Linked DNA regions of Onychostoma macrolepis: region 1 is linked to region 2. A link is a contact called in public Hi-C data. All regions are on one chromosome and are shown on one strand. The core of a region is the stretch at or near the end of the contact, and the rest is flanking DNA. Distances in the headings are between cores, read along the strand shown.

What was found. Hi-C and Micro-C count contacts between places; a contact is called where the count stands out from the background.
Region 1: a Hi-C map of muscle shows a contact between it and region 2, with 6 times the contacts expected there. The contact joins the promoter of gdap2 here to the promoter of man1a2 in region 2. A contact is called at or near these places in 2 of 2 Hi-C or Micro-C datasets (both in muscle).

The regions. Positions count from the first base shown.
Region 1 is chr09:15,387,631-15,390,330 of ASM1243209v1, forward strand. gdap2 (ganglioside induced differentiation associated protein 2) reads right to left here and starts at 1,323. Exons shown (of 14, transcript XM_058788214.1): 1 at 1,094-1,323; 2 at 1-183. The coding sequence starts at 156. It overlaps wdr3 (WD repeat domain 3), which reads left to right and starts at 1,357. Exons shown (of 27, transcript XM_058788213.1): 1 at 1,357-1,845; 2 at 2,592-2,700. The coding sequence starts at 2,605.
Region 2 is chr09:15,245,718-15,248,597 of ASM1243209v1, forward strand. It overlaps man1a2 (mannosidase, alpha, class 1A, member 2), which reads left to right and starts at 1,496. Exons shown (of 14, transcript XM_058786583.1): 1 at 1,496-2,477.

The DNA.
Region 1 (2,700 bases), core at 73-2,572, 140 kb after region 2:
AGGGGACTCTAAGGAATTGAGCTGATTGGTCAGCTGGTCATCTTCCTCCAGTAAGTGGTTTTCTCCATCCACCTCGTCCTGGACTCCCTGAGGCTGGTCCCACGTGGAAAGGTTCTGGACCTCCACAAACTGGGAACGAGCTCCCAAGGGATCCATGCTGTAGCTTCACAGGGTAATTTTGAACTGAAAAGACACAGACAGACACAACATTTGACACACAGACTGAAGTTTGACCTGGGCTATATTAGCACGTAAACGCATACATACAGAGATGTTTGCATCACATTTAAACATGTAAGACAGTAGTTACAATGACAGACTTCAAAGAATTTAAGACCGAGAAATGCTGTTCGGGGCCACCATTGTCTAAAACAATATTTGAGAGCTCAATACTATACTCAATACAATAAGTTAATTTAAATATTATATATTGTGATTTCTAGACTTAAGCATTTTATATTAAGCTCGATTATTTTAAACATAGCCCATTTAAACAATAAAGTCATCTTGGAAGTCTGCTGAGGCCCTCTAGTGGGCCCCGGGCCCCCTGGTTGAGAACCAATTTAGTAAGTTTTGTATTTTTTTAATTTTTTTTTTTACTTTGATTCACATTCAATAACTCAAAAAAAAAAATTTATGAAATGATCAAAATTAATTAACATAAAACAAAGCCACAATGAAATAAAATAAATGAATTCCCAAACTTTCAAAATGTGACAACAATTGTAAAAGTATTCAGCAAAACTTCCTGTGCCAGCTGCAGTATGAGAAGTGTAGTGTTCATGAGTGTAATTGACTTTCAAGCACAACAGAGAAGCACTATCAGTGCAGACAGACAGGACTTCAGGAACAGATAAGATATTCAGCAGAAATGAGATGCATGCGTAAAAGTCGACTACCTAAATTAAATTTCAACAACAAAGTTATGAGTTTCTCCAAATAAAAGTTTCATCTCGAACGCGATAGACACCTACAAACAATGCAACACAACACAGTTTTAAAGAGTATAAAAAGGAAAGTAACACTTCATACTTATTCTAACCACAGGTTTATACTGACTTGATGAAAATGCAAATTATAACCAGCAACCTACCAGATGTCCTATGATGCAGCTATTGAGTCCTTCCTACTGCAAAAAAAAAAAACACATTAGCTCCAACTAATCCGTTAAAGATAGATTTAAAGATTACTGTCATCTTCCAGTGCTTCCGCTTTTAAATTAGCCATTGTTAAAATGTGATTTTAGCTGCTTGTGGTCAACACATCGTGTTTGCAACATTCAGCGAGCTTCCTGATCAGCTGATTCACGAGGACAAAAATCATCACTTCCGGGAATGCAGTAGGGGCAGTAGCTAAGTTGTCGCTCCGTGTAGAAAACGCACAGACCTATACAATACTGAAACACATATTTTAATCGACGTTCTAGTGTCATCGTTAAATTAAAATAAGCATAATAAAGTATAATGAATAAATAAATTAAACTAAGTTTTCATTATAAGCACACTGACACGCCTCGTGGACAGCACCATGATTTCACACTCACAGACCGAAGTAATCGATACCGTACACATAATTCATAAGAAGAGCAAATAAATAAAACGCATAAAGCAGTGTGAATAATGAGGAAGCATTCCGAACAATATTTTAGCGTGATACAGATGTCTATAAAAACATAAATTCTTGAAACATTTCGTGAAGTAACATCGTAGTTCTGCTCGGTAATCTACCACTTTTGTCTTTACTTGATGTCACACATGCGACTGAGAGCATGTAGAAGTTCTCCACATCCACAGAAGCAATATTTTCATAAAGGACTGCAGATACAATATACATCTAATCGACAAAGTATGTAACTACATTTTCTATACGCAGTGGCTTATTTTGAACTTTGTTATCTGCATATATTGCTCTTTAAATGAGATTAAACGGCCTGCATGTGGTTCTCGTTGCTGTGTATACGGTCATATGGACCTCAAAGCGTGGTGTTGGAGTAACAGTTGCTCACTTTCATTTGATGAACTTAGCAATGAATTTAGCACTTAGAAATCGTAGATTTTAAAGGTACTTGTGAGAGTCATTTGTAGTAGCCGAATAACTATTATTAACCATTATACAACGTCACAACCACAGATCTGATGTTAAAATGTTAACAGGGTACAGCTATATAAAAATAATATTAAACATGTAGTAACTTAGCATTTATTTTTTCCACTACAGTCTCTATATGTAATATAATTATATTTTCCAACAATCTCAGTATTACTGTTTTATACATTAGCTGTTCACCAATAATTACGTTTTTTTTTTTTTTTTTTTTATGTATTCATTGTCAGGGATCATGCATAAAAAATTAATCTCATAATTAAAAAGAGGCTTTAGCTACTAGCCAATTTCCATCTGCAAATGCATTTGCTTTGACATAAAACGTGTTTTAAGTCATGTAGAATTTACTTTGATATGCAGCTTTATACAGTATGATTGGTCTTTTCCTAAATATGTGATCACATGACAAATTGTGCACAGTTTTCTAGATTAAAGGAGCAGCACATCTGACAATACTCCCCTGCTGTTGTTTTTGTGTGTGTCTACAGCCTCTGGCTTGCCATGGGTTTAACTAAGCAGTACCTGCGCTATGTGGCGAGTGCTGTATTTGGAGTGATCGGCAGTCTGAAAGCCAATATCGCGTTTGTGACCCTCAGG
Region 2 (2,880 bases), core at 246-2,745:
CATTCATTTGCTTGCTGAGTTTAAACTGTCATCGTTCACCATTCCTCTGTTCAAAGTCTCAGATCACATCCTGACTCATTATACAGGCCCACTGGAGAATGGTCTCACCTCTACTGCTCTTATAGTAACAGATAACAGTTCCCTTTCCATTTTCCTGTATCTTCGTCCTCGTTTTGCCTTCACAGAGGTTTGTGGTGAATTATTTTCTCTTAATCTGGTCTTTTTTGTTGTATATGGTCTGAGGTTTAAGGCGATTCTTCTTTTGGCCAGTGATCCGTGTCATATTCTCACAGAAAACTGAGAAACTCAGCAGAGCGAAACTCCTTCTTTCTGACAGTGACTTCTGTCAGGGTGTCAAATGCGTGCCTCTTAAACTGACTGACAGCAGATCCACTCCCTTGGCCACTGCTTTCTTCACTGACTCACACATACAAGATTTCTTCTCCACAACCTTCAACAGCACTGACACTCACTGTAGGTTATTCTGGTAAATCATCCTTAAATCAAGAGAAAACAACTACACTTATGGCACCTCAAGGACTAAGTCACAGACAGATATAAATGGCCTCATTTTTTTCGGCTGCTCAGCAGAATGTGAAAATGTCCTTTGATGGATCTATGATATATGAAGGTGCAAACTATTTTATATTCAACCCCAAGACGGCATCCTCTGAAGTTTAATGTATATTTGATTAAATGTAAATCGTCCCTAAGATTGTTTCATCTTTTAACATATATATTTGATTATATGTAAATCATCCTTAAGATTGCTTTAAATTGAACATATATTCAGTTGCAATTAAAAATGCCTCATTAATGAATGTTGTAAAACAACTTGATCATTTTGACATTTAGTAATGTGTAAAACCAGCCAGTCATTATAGATAAATATAACATGAATAAACATGAAACCTTTTTGTTATTATTTTAACATTAAACAATTAAAATACAGTTGCAACTAATCATCTTGACCTTTTAAATTTTTTCTTTGCATTTTTCTTTGCAAAAACTATGTTACTGTGAACCAGTGTTATTTTGGTATCATTGATATACTATAGTTTTTATTTTAAATTCAGTTTTATTTGATATGTTTTCATTTTAATTAACGTTTTAGTAATTTTGTGTTTTGTCATTTATTTTATTTGTATTATGTTTTGTCATATTTGATCAGTTTTGTTTTTTAAACAAGTTTATATAGTTTTTTATAAAGTTTTAGATTTATTTTAATACATCAGCTTAAACTTAACGAACATTTTTATTTTATCTCATTTAATGTTCGTTTCATTTCAAGTAATGAGAATTTTCTAATGGCCAGTTCACTATTGTAACAGTTCAGCTATCTAAACAACAACTAAGCAAATGCCTATTTAAATGTTTTAAAACGACAAACTGAGCAAAAAATTGAGAAAACACAAACATACAGAAACACAGAAAAACAACGATAAAGAAGACTCAAAAAGGTGGAAAAGGTGCGACAAGTCCATATTAAGAACAACTATAAATGTTTTTTTTTTTCTTCTCTCTACTGTCCATAATTGACCGCCATTGATTTTGCGTTGCCTATCGAGACTCGTACTTGAGCGACGCTCCCTGGCTTTACCAAACGGCAGCTGACTGGATGTTGGAGGACTGAGAGGAGGAGTAGCTGTTGCAGTAACAACATCCTGGATATTGGAGCCTGGCGGCGCACACGGCTACAGAAATAAAGGAGAAACCAAGACGTAAGGAAAGCGGTGGTGGTAATCGCAAATGCTTCAGTGTATAGAAGCACAGACATGAACGTGAACTTGGCAGCTTTCAGGCATTAATTGTGGATTTATGGTCTATGGCGCCGATTGATCCCGAGGCACCGACAAGGTGATGCAGCAGCGGCAGGACGGGATCGGTCCGCTACACGGCTGCCAGCTGAATGCCTTTACTGGAGGAAAACGGCGCAGCACACGTCCAGCGCAGGCCGGCGTGATCTTCCATTAAAATAGGACAGTATGTAGAGAGGATCAGCCAGCGGCTGCGATACACCCGTGTTTACTTTCATTATTGTATCGGCTCTCGATATCGCTCTCCGGTTCAGAGACGCTGCCACGGCATCAAGCGGATCAGGCCTGGGCTGAAACACCGTGCGCGCTTCGCGATATTTACCGTGGAAAGCGCGTAATGTGACGCGAACTTTTATCGTTAACAAGCATAACGAAACACCTAGTGCTGTATCATTGTGTTTACTATCCGCCTGTCCAGTTTTCTTTATGTTTACTTAGGTTGCGATAGGTTGTTTTTTCCTTTTCTTATCAAACTGCTTTGCCCTTATCGATAGCAGATTATTGTATTGCTAGTCTAAGATAAATAATACGCCTGACGGCGGTGAGGGTGGACTCGCCGTTTATCGTGAAGATAACGACTCGACCCAACCCGCCTTGACACGGAGAAGCTTTCGGATCAAAGCGAGGATCATGGATCGGAATGATAAGAAGACCCTCACGGTAAGTGCACACATTTGTTTCATCGTGTTAAAGATACCGACCGGTGTTTTGAGCATGAACCGCTTGATGAGGCGCTGTAATCAAGAGCAAACACTTGTACAGGTGTCACATTGTCATGCTCACCGCTAAAAGTGTCTCTCGTAGACAGTCTTTGCCGAACTGTATGTATTGGTGCATGTTAATTCACATACTTTGATATAATGGCATTTTATTTGACTCCAATCTATCTGTGTTTAACCGGAGCGTGATAGTCCAAACAAAACGTTCAAATAAACAAGATTTGAAACGTTTTGGGACACAATGTATGCTTGAACGTCCTCATGATAAATACCCTCTCTCTCTAAAATGTTTAAGGCTAAACTGAAAGTCCATGTATTTATTTATGGGTGGTGTAGTACTACAA